Regions from separate parts of the Pan troglodytes genome. Here region 1 is linked to region 2. Evidence: chromatin contacts called from public Hi-C data. All regions are on one chromosome and are shown on one strand. The core of a region is the stretch at or near the end of the contact, and the rest is flanking DNA. Distances in the headings are between cores, read along the strand shown. Region 1 has its middle 73 kb from the start of PEAK1. Region 2 overlaps PEAK1 (pseudopodium enriched atypical kinase 1).

The links. Hi-C and Micro-C count contacts between places; a contact is called where the count stands out from the background.
Region 1: a contact with region 2 is called in a Hi-C map of induced pluripotent stem cells, with 1.9 times the contacts expected there. The contact joins two enhancer-like sites. A contact is called at or near these places in 4 of 7 Hi-C or Micro-C datasets (blood, induced pluripotent stem cells, a lymphoblastoid cell line and 1 more).

The regions. Positions count from the first base shown.
Region 1 is chr16:69,441,758-69,447,799 of NHGRI_mPanTro3-v2.0_pri, forward strand. No RefSeq gene overlaps it. Among named protein-coding and RNA genes, the nearest start is that of PEAK1, 73 kb to the left of the region's middle. Within about 2 kb of position 4,339, at least 9 of the 24 cell types and tissues checked have an H3K27ac peak or open chromatin away from gene starts, as enhancers often do. A contact at or near this core is called in induced pluripotent stem cells, where this site is marked.
Region 2 is chr16:69,059,479-69,066,509 of NHGRI_mPanTro3-v2.0_pri, forward strand. It overlaps PEAK1 (pseudopodium enriched atypical kinase 1), which reads right to left. Exons shown (of 11, transcript XM_063795320.1): 11 at 1,947-4,484. The coding sequence ends at 3,321. Among named protein-coding and RNA genes, the nearest start is that of TSPAN3, 43 kb to the left of the region's middle. Within about 2 kb of position 2,198, at least 1 of the 24 cell types and tissues checked has an H3K27ac peak or open chromatin away from gene starts, as enhancers often do. A contact at or near this core is called in induced pluripotent stem cells, where this site is marked.

The DNA of each region.
Region 1 (6,042 bases), core at 3,089-5,588, 380 kb after region 2:
GTAGCTTCCAAAGGCAGTAAAGCCGGCAGGCGTGGTGGCTCACGCCTGAAATCCCAGCACTTTGGGAGGCTGAGGCGGGTGGATCACTTGAGGTCAGGCGTTCAAGACCAGCCTGGCCAATATAGTGAAACCCTGTCTCTACTAAAAATACAAAAATTTGCTGGGTGTGATGGCACATGCCTTGTAGTCCCAGCTACTCGGGAGGCTGAGGCAAGAGAATCGCTTGAACCCGGAAAGCAGAGGTTGTAGTGAGCTGAGATTGCGCCATTGCACTCCAGCCTGGGCATCACAGCAAGACTCCATCTCAAAAAAATAAAGAACAACAACAACAAAAGGCAGTAAAGTGGAAAACAGCATCAAGGAAGAAACCAGCCTAAGGAGTTTAAGATAGAGTGTCCCAAAAGCCTCTGGAAGAATATGCAGCACTCCAAGGCCAGGAGACCTCAGCTTCTATCTCTGTTGTAATGGCTGCCTCAAATGAGGACAATTGCCTGGCCAAAAAATAGCAGCATGAAAGAGAAGTGTCATCCCCCCTTATTCCTAGTTTTTCATCCCCTAGAAGCCCCTCATCCAAGGACTTGTGTAAAGTTGTGTCCGCCCCTACTTTGATCTGCAGTAGGAAATGCTGGGATGCATGTCCTGACCCTCCTTCCCCCACTGCAGCCCTCACGAATGGTAGGTGGCTGTCCTGCAGACAGGATGCTGCCTCACGTCCTGAACCTCGCCACAAATTCCTGCCCCACTGGCTGCTTCTGGCTTCCTCTTGCAATCCCAGGAGACAAAGGACTGTGAGGGAGGAAGGGAGCCGAGCATGGTCTCCCAGGCAGAAACCCTTTGGAAGATGCCGGAGCCTCAGCCTGCTTGCCCGGGTCTGCCTTTCTGGGTGGGAGGAGGGGCGGCCTCCCTACTCTTTCCAAATGTCCCTGTCTTAAACCCATGCAGCACAAAACAAGCCAGTTCATTGTGTTCTTGGATATAAATATTGATTCTAGGTGATGTTAACATTCTGTTCATAAAAGAATGTAACATATTTCTCCCACACCATATTAGACTGATGTGTTGTTTGGCCAAGGGAAGTACCGATTGCTGGCTTCTGCGAGAAAATGTGGACATTTAAATGCATGCAGCTTTCAGAAGTCTAGGAAGCAGCCTCAGAACAGCAACCAGGCCCCTGGGTTGGCTTCAGCTCTGCCCTCCTCCATCCAGTTTCTCCTTTTCCATCTCCATTGTTTGCACATGCCTTTGGTATTTCTGATCACTTGTAATTTAAGAAAATGCTTTCTTGGAATTGTATCTTCTTTCTCAAGGACCTGTTAATGTGGGACATTTGCTTTCTTCAGGAGGGCCCGGAAGGTCAGGACCAAACATTTTTAGTTTTCTTCCCCAGGGGAAAAGATCTGGGAGGTCCTGTCCTCCCGTTTACTTTTTCCCCTTCTCTGCATGTCGGAGGGAAGGGCAAAGTCTTCAGACCAGAGGTGGTCCCGCCAAGCGCTCCACCGAGGCCTGACCAAGCCCAGGACTCAGATGTGTTGGCCGCCTTGGCAAGGCAAATTCCCCACATTCCACAAGTGCTCTTGAGGGAGAAATAGAAGTAATGAGAAAGTGGAATTCTTGATGTGTATGCGTGCTCACTCGGGTGCCAATTCATCCGACACAGACAGATCCCTGGCCTTATTTCGCAAGAGAGTAATACAGCCCATTTCCAGATGTGCGGGAGGACGGCCCGGGACCCAGTGCTGGCAGGAGAGCTGGCGCCCTCTGCTGTCCCGGCCAGGAAACACTGCAATGGTGGGAAAGAACCTGGGGTTCCTGAAAGCCGGCAGCTCTGTTACAATCCATAGCCGACCCTCGCAAGTGTGGAAGGGGCCTGCAACTCCTTGCTGTTGAAATGATGAACCTGCAAGGGGCTGGGTTCCCTCCTTCTAGCTGGCTCTCTTTGTGTTTCGTGGCTCTAAATGAGCCAGAAATGATGAGGATTTACAATAAAACCCCAGCCTCCCACAGCATCTGCTGGTCCCGTTCCCGAGAAGGTGAGGAAGAGTGGCACTGTCTCTGGCCTGTGAACCTGGCCAGCAGGCCTAGGCAAGGCGAGACAATGAGGGCAGCTTGCCCAAGAGGAGGCCTCCTGCTGATTAGCAGCCCTCGGGCCATACCCTTGCCTGAGAATGCAGCTTCTGGAGGCCTGGCTGGCTCCAAAGCTTCCAGCCGAGTGGAAGCTGCAACTGCTCCCACTCAGGCATACTGGCATCTCTAAGGGGCCTCAGAGCTGGCACAGCCAAGAGACTGGCTCAGCTTACAAGCTTAGACAGAGCTGCCACCCCCTCTGCCCTGCTGCCTGCCAAGACAGCAGCACAGCAGTGGGTCTGGGGCCAGGGCCAGGCTTGCTGCTGCAGGAGAAAGAAAGAGATATTAATAGAGAGAGAGAGAGAGAGAGAGAGAGTGTGTGTGTGTGTGTGTTGGTGAAACGTAGGGTGGAGATATTAGGGGGATGCAAGGGGGATGGCTGGTGAACTATACTTGGACAGCCTTTCAGTTCTGCAAAAAGGCACAAAACAATCAGTTTTTGTTTTCTGGAAGATTTTTAATTTTTTTTTTTTTTTTTTTGTAAACCAATCTCTTCCCTGCTGGGAGAAGAAAAACCCAACCCGCCAAGCAACCCCCTAAAAACAATGCCCTTCTCTCTCTGGGACCAATTTTCAGGCTGCACAGCAGTCCTGACAAGGTCAACAAGCTGGAGCTGTAAGTGGAAGATCTTTATCTAGGTGGGAAATAGGAAAATCATTTGACTGATAAAAGGAAATACAATAAATAGCATCTAAATTCCTGGCTGCATCCCCCAGGCCCCTCCTCTGCTGGAGAAAGTGCGTGGGCCAGGGATACATGTGCTGCTCCAGCATGTTTAAAAATAGCATGCAGCACACAGCCCTTTCTTACCTTCCAGAAAGACTTCATTACCGGATCCTCAGCCCTGAGCCTGCAGAGCTGCTGCCGGCACTTTCTTCTCCCTGCGCTGGATTTTTCTCTTTGGAAGCATTAAGGGAGTGCATGTGATACATTTTACTCACGGGCCAGCTCCTGCTCAGCTAGTTTCAATCTAGGCACGTCTAGAGCTCACGTTGAAAGTCCATTGTATTTAATGGGGTGTTAACTCTGTTTATTCTCTGGGACCTGTGCCGTAATTTTACACTCTGCAAAACTAGCAACTTGAACCAGAAATGATATTCCTCTTTCCCCATGCCCACCCCAGTGGGCTGCAGTCCCCAGGCACCTCTGGCCCTGCTTCCCAGGGTTCCTGTAGCTCAGGTAGCTGAAGAAATTCTGCATGCCATGGGAGATGGGAACTCTGGGGTCCACATCCAGTTCTGCCGCTTGTTAGCACTGGTGCAGCCTGAAGCAGGTCTCTTCAGCTCCTGGAGACATTTTTCACATCTGTGAAATGGAGATTTTAATCTGCCCCATGTATCTCAAAAGGCATACAACAATCTCATAGTGGAAAAACATTTTCCTGGGTTCTACAAAGACACCGTCCTATTATTCCCAACTGGGCCACTTCAGCATCACCTCGGAAGCCACTTAACCCCTTCGGATCTCCATCTCTCCACTAAAACCTTGGGGATTTGAATAGGACTATAAAATCCACTAATCAGTCTGAATCTTCACCATGCTGTTGTGATTTTTTTATAAGTCCATTATTCCTTCCACCTTTATTGGCTGGCATTCTACTCTTGGGAAGACTTTCTTGTCTCCCCACTTACTTATTCTCAGGGCCTGGCCCTAGAAGGTGCTGAAGACTTCATATAGGACTGGATGACCCCCTCTAGCTCTCAATCTCCGAGTCTCCAGGAAAATAAATGAAGCACATACTATTCTAATACATTCTACCATTCTGTGGGAACTGTGCCTTCCGTTATTCCCACCTGAGCTAAAATCCCGACACTTAGGGAGCTTCCAGGGTCCTTATTGCTCAAACATCATCTGGACCTTGGCATTCCTCCTCCAGTGCCAGGCCTTCCCTCCTGCATAAAACAGCTCAGAGCTGAGTCGCCCTTGCTGGAGTTCCTGATCTCTCTTTCCAGCTCCCTCAGGGCTTCTCCATCTGGCATCCTGCAGAATCCTCAACTCAATTTGTCCAAAATTAAATATGTATTCTTCCCAAACCCACATTTTCTCCAATACCTATCAGCTCAGTTAAAAACTCCACTGCTCTCTGAAGCTGGAGAGCCTGGAATCCTACACGCCTCTCCCCAGCTCTTTACCCTGCTCCCAGCCCTCCACATCTCATTCACAGAATGCTCCCCCCCTACACACACACAGAGCCCTGGAATCCCCCTAACAGCTGGCCCTTCTCAACACCTCCAGGACAGGCCTTTGTGGGAGTCTTCAGCTTTCAGCTCTCCTGGGGCTCTCCTAATAGCCCATTGTTTTGTTTTTCCTCTTTTTTGCTATTAACTAGTTCTATAATAGCCTTCTAACTAGCCTTAGTATAGCCAGTCTCATTTGTCCCCCTCTTAACTCCCCTCCACCAGTTCATCGTGCACACCACTACAAAAGCAACCTTTCTAAAATGCAAGATTAGTCTTGCAAATATCTTTTTCTTTTCTTTCTTTTTTTTTTTTGAGACAGGGTCTCACTCTGTCTGTCGCCCAGGCTGGAGTGCAGCAGCACGATCCAGGCTCACTGCAACCTCCGCCTCCCAGGTTCAAGGGATTCTCCTGCCTCAGCCCTCCCTAATAGCTGGGACTACAGGGGCACACCACCATGCCCAGCTAATTTTTGTATTTTTAGTAGAGACAGGGTTTCACCATGTTGGCCACGCTGGTCTTGAACTCCTGACCTCAAATGATCCACCCGCCTCAGCCTCCCAAAGTGCTGGGATTACAAGGGTGAGCCACTGCGCCCAGCCATATCACTCTATTTTAAATGAGATCATAGTTGTGGTAGTTGCTTTTGTTTTTAAGCCTTACAAAAATTCTATACGATAAGAATTATTAGCATGAAACTAAGATGAAACTAAGACTTAGCTAGGTTAAAGGACCTAAAGCCACATAGCTATTACACCTTGCAGAACCAGAATCTGAACTCAGGTCTGCTTTGTACTGCAAAACCCATGTTCGAAAGTATTTAAGGTACCTGGCACAGAGCAGGTGGACCAATGTTATATTCTTTATATGCCCCCTTTTCTATAAACTTCAGTCTCTTCAGCAGGGTGCAAGGGCCTATCCCATAGTGGGTGGCGTATGTCTCCAAATGCATCTCCTGTTACTGTGTGGCCCATCATCATCACTACCACTACCCATTAGGCAACATCAGACCACTCACTGTTCCCCAAACCCTCCCTGTTCTTTTTTTTTTTTTTTTTTTTTTTTTGAGACAAAGTCCAGCTCTTGTGCTCTTGTCTCCCAGGCTGGAGTGCAATGACACGATCTTGGCTCACTGCAACCTCCGCCTCCCGAGTTCAAGCGGTTCTCCTGCCTCAGCCTCCCAAGTAGCTGGGATTACAGGTGCCTACCACCATGACCGGCTAATTTTTATATTTTTAGTAGAGACAGGGTTTCACCATGTTGGCCAGGCTGGTCTTGAACTCCTGACCTCAGGGGATCCACCTGCCTTGGCCTCCCAAAGTGCTGGGATTACAGGCATGAGCCACCGCGCCTGGCCCTCTCTGTTCTTTTTTAAACTTTCTTTTTGAAATCCTCTTTCCTACTGCTTGGCAAGGCTTTTCTTACCTTGTCCTTCCTGCTCTGCAAGCCCAGATCAGATAGCACCCATTCTGTGATGCTTTTCCTGATCCCCAAACTCAGAATTCGCGGCTCCAGCATCCCTCTTGCCAGCACCACTTGTTACGTATGCCTATTCTGATACTGATCATATTGGTGTGTGGCTATTCAGTCCTGTTTCTTCTCATCTTTGTATCTCCAAACCTGGCACTGTGCCTGGGACAAAGTAAGCACTCAGTAGTAAGTCTGTTGAGTTGAGTTCAGTCCTGCATCCTTCCCTGTGACTAATGCTTCATTTCATCTGTCTTGCAAAGGTTAGAATGTC
Region 2 (7,031 bases), core at 948-3,447:
CTCACCTCAGCCAGCACAGGAGGCTTCTTGAAGTTCTAGTCCTCTTTATGAAACATCCACTGAATTGCTTCCAAGACTAGGTTACCACTCTAACAAGGCACTCTGCTATACATTCAGTCTTGCTCTTGGCTACTTTAGCCACTGTTGTGTTTCTCTAGCACCCAAGTGTCACAGAGATTGTTCATGCTCATGTGGCTTAAGGAAAAGTTCCAATAGGAGCTTAATTGTTCAAACTCTCAATATAAATGGAAAACTCTACAGTATAGACTTCAATAGAAAACAATTTCCAATCAATATTGAAGGCAATAACTTCCTGTTACTTGAGAAAATGTAAAGTGCTATACTAGTCACAATTCAAACATTATAAATATATATATATATATATATATATATATATATATATATATATAAATGTGTGTGTATGTGTCTACAGAGGGTAGGATTTCTTTCCAGTTGATGAACAAATTCAAAGGTCCTACCACAATTAAAATGAAAAATATTTGTGATAATGTTAAACTGACTGAATTTCATTTTTTTTTGGAAAAATATTCTGAAGACCAACTCATGTAGTACTTTTTGCCTAGAAATATAGTTTCTTTCTCTATTCTGCTCTAACCTGTAACACCCCCTTCCCTCTCTATCTCACATTCTTTGGCCATCACCCAGAGAAAAATTAATCTAGCCACCTGTCTCTGGGAAGCCTGAGGCTTTTCTCTGGCTAGTTTGCATTCATCTTTTGCCCTTAACAAATCTGAATATAAAAACAGTACTAAAAACATCTGATATGAAGAGGTGCTCGGTTTACCAGTGCTGTTAAGATAATGGTAGTGGAGGTGTCCATGCTTATTATACCATAGAGTTAAAGTGAAGACTGGATCCAAATCATAACAGAAAAAGAGAAAGAAAAAAAAAAGATAAGTAGAGACATAACAAATAGAGGGACCAGGAAACATTCGGCATTAAATATGTAACCTCATTAAATAGTCAACATTCAAATTTACATGGGCAAGGCACCACGAACATGACATTGAGAAGGTATATCTCAATATGCAAGACATTGCAAGATGGGAGGTGGGGGAGGTTAAGGGAATGTACTGGCTGACATGGTCAGTGGTCTGTGTGCTGCCCTTCAGTGCATAATCAGGCAAGGAGTTATGTGCACATGTTCTATGCTAAGATGAACCAAACACCAACCTTCAAGGCAAGGCGCGGCCATGCCACAGGACACCAAGAGCAGACTGCTGGCCTGCAGCAGCATGCCCACTCCATGGCCATTCCTAGGAGCAGAGCCCTGCACTCTGGCTAGAGGAGGCAAGACTCTTTGTGGGCTAACCAGCCTTCTTTCCTGTGAGTCCTATATTGCTGGCCAGGGGATAAGGGACATTCTCCAAATAGAGCCTCACATATTACAATCACTTAAAAAAGTAATAAGAGCACAATAAAATACATTATTTTCCTTTCCTGATCCTCTTTGATATACATGAATCACATGAAAAGCTGTTAAAAATGTTAAAAGTTTAGAAATTTCCAAGGCCACTAATGTGCTATGTAAGTAATACTGCACAGTCAGTCTTGGCTTTAAGGAAACTCTGCACTGGTAGATGAGGGGCCTCAGGGCTCACTCACTCACTAGGCACAGAGAACATGTCTGTCAACCCCGCCACAGGTTGCTTCTCTAGAGGCCTGGCCTCTACTTCCAGCATGCGTGTGCACGCACACATGGGCACACAAGTGTACACACACATTGTTCGAGTGACTCTTGGGATTTCAAGGTCAAAGTAAACACATACTCACAGTTTTGAATAAAACAAGCACAGGTGAACATGTGTATACACACACACACACACACACACACACACACAACCCCAGTGGAAGGAACGCTCATCTCTTAGCGCAAATATGTGCCAAGGGAAGAAGGGGGAAGGTTTCTGTAGACTCGCTTCAGGTGAAGTTGCAATATAAACACTATAATATACAGCTAAAAAAAAATACATACAAAAATTGCACATATATCCATAGAAGGGGAGCACAGGCTGCACACATGGTGAACAGCTCTCAATCACCCACCTCAGCAATCAGAATTCCTGTGAGCTGTCCTCCAGAGCCATTTTACAGAGAGTCAGAAGGAGCAATGAGCCACTTAAACACTGGGAGGCAGTCTCTCTAGAAGAGGTCAACATTCTGAGGAGGTCAGCAGTCTCATCAGTGGCCTTCTTCCTCTCCCCTGCCTACGGCCATCCCAACAGCCCACCTCACTGTGCCCTCTAAAGGAGATCTTAGAGCTCCACTGACAGCTATTTCATTCAGGGCAATTGTTTACAGCATTTGGTAAACTAGTTAACACTGGCTACTGATAGAAGGGAGCTGGCCAATTACTGCTCGGGGAAAACTGCAAATGCTGACAGTTCTGACAGTAATCAAAGGGTACTTTAAACTCTGTTTCCTGATGGCCCCTAGAGAATTGCACATGCAAGAAAATCATCTCCTCATGCCCTGCCAGCTATTTATAAGCTCTGAACTGCACTCCACCCTGCTGAGGCATTGGTGACACCACCTTGGGTCAGCTCTGTAATGGGCCACAAGTGGCTGATAAATCCAAACTTCACTGGCAAGTGGGGACAGAGTGGAGAATCAGGCAGTGGCAGCAGAGGGGAGACTATTAGGGCTGTCCTCCATGCAGTGCACATACTTACAGATAATGGCAATGAAAATGGGTCTATGACCCAAGGATGGGATCTCTCCTTTTCTTTCTACTCTCTCCTGGAACAAAAGATATAGTCCCTGGTAACCAAAACTGGGCTGATGCTAAGGATGGCAGTTCTGCCTAGTAAGTCAGTTGTTGACACCTTAAAGGAAGAGTCTGTTGTCAGAGTCTACTGGGTCATGGTAGAGACTGGTTAAGTCTGTCTACTCTTAGTGAGAATAAATACTTGGTGCTAAAAAGATAGGTGATATCCAGAATTATGGAGGAAATGGACACAGCTCACTGGCTCACTGAGTTCATACCAAAGAAGCTGTCCCTTCAAGAATATGGATTTTCATTTTTACCTGCATTTATGGGACTCTTAGGATAGAAGGTGTTTCAAGGGAAGGCAACCGCAAGTTTGTGCAGCTGAATTTCTGTAAAGTTAAGACAGACTCAGCTTCTCATTCAATCTGGGGCAGTGGATAACCTTTCTGAATGGACCCACTTGTTCATGGACAGGGATAGAGGTTTGTCTTTCTTCTTTCCTTGAATCTGGAGTGAGCACTAGGGAGGGGAAGTGCATGGGTGACATGAAGAAGGTGAAGATGTAGTAAAAGCATCATCCAGGTACACATTAACGGTGCTGCAGAATTTTCACAATACAACTGAGGGAGTCTGTAGTGGCAAAAGCCAAATACTGAGCACAAAGCCAGTCCTCAAGGCTGATTCCACCTTCCCTGTCCAGGGACTTCTCAGCAAACTTGATCATGAGCAGTGTTCGCTTGATGTCTAGCCAGTTTTGGAGCAGGGTGTTCCTCTGTACTAGGCTAGGGCAGGCGGTGAAAGTCTGGAAGAGATCTTCGCGGGGGCCCCAGAGCAGACACTGGAGGATGCCTTTGGCGTCTGAAATGAGGATCCGCTCAGAGGGGTTGGGATTCAGGAGGCAGCTGGCCAGCTGCTGCAGACCCCGGGAGTAGGGGGAGCGGAATGGGATGCGAGGCAGGTCTGCTCGTGTGTATTCCCTCTCCTTCAGCTCTGGGTTCTCATCAAAGGGGTTGGGTAGGTGCAGCATCTCATAGATGAGGATGCCTGTCTGGAACTCGTCACACTTTTTATACTGGGTAGCTGTTATGATCTCTGGGGCAAGGCGAGACTGGTCCCGGAGGATCTCGGGGTCCACCAGATGGCTCTTCTGCTTGGCCTGAGAGAAGTTGCTCACTATAAGCCTAGTGGGATAAGATGAGGTGGGGCTGGGCTCTGCAGGCCCAAAGCCTTGAGCAGTCCCCCCAGGCTGGTAGTGGACAAGTAGCAGGTTCTCTAGGCGTAGATCGCAGTGAGTGACATGGTAGGGTTTGAGGTGCTCAAGACCAGAGCATAGCTGTAAGAGCAGCAGACACACCTGCCTCTCATACAAATCAGGGCTTTTCCCATGCTGGGCCAGAGAGTCTCGCACAAAATCAGCCACAGTAAGACATGGAACCTCCCTGGTGATGACCACAACATGGCTCCTCTGCTTCTTGCTCATGACTCCCTGATTCTCTTTCTGGGATGATGCTGCTTCAGAACAGGGCTTTGGGTTTTTCCCATCCATTTCTCCTCTGGCGTCTTCTTCAGTCTCTTCCATGTCATCCTCATCCTTTTCAGGGTCATCTGGATCCTCCCAGGGAAGCAGACGGTTAGGGACTTCAGCAAGGAAATGACCACAGTCCTGCTGAATGTTAAAATGGACAGCCAGACTCTGCCGGACAGCCAAGCTGTGATAATACTGCTGAGATTCTTTAGCTTTGCTCTTACAGATCTGAAAGATAATAAAACAATTCAAAACTCACACTCTCATAACCAGGTTTACGATGTATCAGGGAAGATTAACTGGAAGGTGACTGGTTAGGGACAAACGATCATATAGTAAAGTTGTTAGCAAGGCTTGCCCCATGTTAAGTGACAATAATAATGGTGGTAACCATTTCTCATGGTTGTCTACATGCCAGGCTGTGGTAAGCACTTTATGTGTACCATTTTTAGTCCTCACATTAACCTTTCAAAGTAGATTGAGGATCTAAGAATTTAAAAAAGAAAAAAAGCCCAGGGTTATGTGTGCAAACCTAAGTTTGTTTAATGCCAAAGCCTGCTCTTTCCACTATAACCTTGCACCTCATCAGAACAACAACAATGAAATAATTTTTCACTTACTTCTGTAGAGGTTTGTAGCCCAGAATGATACAGCAGGCCAATGGACTCAAAATGGAGACCAAAATACCTTATTTCATCACCCATTGCCCTTTGTGTCAACATCTCACAGCTTAGGAGAGTGATATAACATTGGCCAGGTAAACTGTGGGTTTTCCTAACTTTTCAATGAATGTCATTGTGATGGTCACAACACTGGCACTCATGGTTCACTGGTAGGGTTGAGAGAGTCATTGGTCTGACCTAGTCAGAACAAAGCCAACATTTCAATGGTGGTTTTCTGAGTTTTATGCTTTCTCTTAACAGGCCTCATTTAATACCCACTATTGAGGCAATAAAACCTTTCATAAAGAACTTTACTAAGTGGTTATGGATCAAGGAAGAATTTTTTGATCAAAAAAAGTTAGCCAAGAGTTCTACATACTGTGACGATTTTATTTCTACTCTTAAGGGGTTATCAAAGCAAAAAGTAAGTAAAACCACCCCCAAATGGGTTATTCTCATGCTATAGAGAGGCTGACCGTGGAAGACTGAGTCTCTAATACTAGTTCATGGATCATAATAGTCTGGTCTGGAGTCTGCTCCACAGCCCTGTTAACTGAGGGTCATTCTCTGCTCTCCCTCCTCAGCAGGGGCACACTGACACGTTACAAATATCAAAGGCTCCCAGGAACATGTACTCTCTGTAGTGTTTACACTGCGTGTTTATTACAATAATACAGAAAAGCAAAACTTAAAAAAGCAATTTCTAGTCATTTTTATTTAAAAAGAAAAATGTATACATTCTTAGGAAGATTCAGATAGGACCCAGTTCTGAGAAGCAGCACATTCTGATTTCCATTCAAATAGATTAAAAAAAAAAAAAAGGATCAAAGGCAAGGGAGTCTCAGCGGAGAAAAGCATCTCTCTCTCTCTTTCTCTTATTCTTTAGTTTATCATATTTATTACAGTTAAAGAAGCCTGATATCAGTGATCAGTGCCATGGAAATCAATCTATCTATCTATCTCTCTATCTATCTATCTATCTATCTATACCTGAGCACAAGTTCCTTCAAGTCTTCTACTACCTATTTAATTCAGTTTGAGGATATACTAAGTATTTCTTTTTTAAGCAAACTTCTGGTCTTGAACAGACATCCCCAGCCTGAGTTCAAGTTCAAACATATATCTTTCAGAAAATATTATCTCTGGAAAGCTCTCGAAGTCTTAGTACATGCAGTATAATATATAATCCTATATGCTCATCAATCATAACATTTGTTATTTTTGTAACTGCACTGTTGGCAATATTTCACATTTAAGTGTTACCAGGTATTTAAAAATTCTATACTAGTCATTGTTTAGTTGTATAGGAGTTGGATCCAGCACATGGCACCATTATCCCCATTGCCAGTTAAATTTGCTCAATATTATATTGTCTTCTGGAATGAAAGCTCAAGAGTCTCAACTCTTCATACCACTAAATTTGGCTGAATCAGATTGGATGGTTAAACTCTAGCTGTTACATTATAAAAAAGGACACTCTCCAAGGGCTTGGGAGGCCTGGGATTTAGCTTTGCTACTAGCTGTATAACCTTGGGCATTTCACTAATTTCTCTGGGTCTCAGTCTCCCTATTAAAGGAGACAATATGAAGAACACTGAAATCTACTTCACAGGGCAGTTGTGAGGATTAATTGGGATCAAGTATATAGCGTACATCTGTAAACTACAAAGTTGTACAAATGCAACACTGATAATGACTAAAGCAGTTAACAACTTGCAAATGTCAAACTAATGCAATCTTAGAGAATCCTAATTTTTTGAAACAATGAGCAAAACAGAAAAATAGATCTTTATTTTGAGTCCCGACAGCCACCTGCCACAGCAGTGAGGCTCTCTGACCACAAATTTGATAGAGGACAGACAAAAAGAAACTGCTAACATTCAATACCTCCAAGCCAGGGTCAGCCCTGACAAACAAGTTAACACCAGCAGTATGTTAGAATCCAAGACAGGGCAACCTAAAGCTATGAGAGAGAATTGTTTGGCCAAGTCTAGTTTTTAACTATGTCAAGTCAGGCTGGAAAAAAAAATTGTGACCTTGTAGTTTAATATTAGAAGCAGAGAAGGTATTCTAATTGTGACTCGTATTTTAATTGTGATATTCTAATTATATC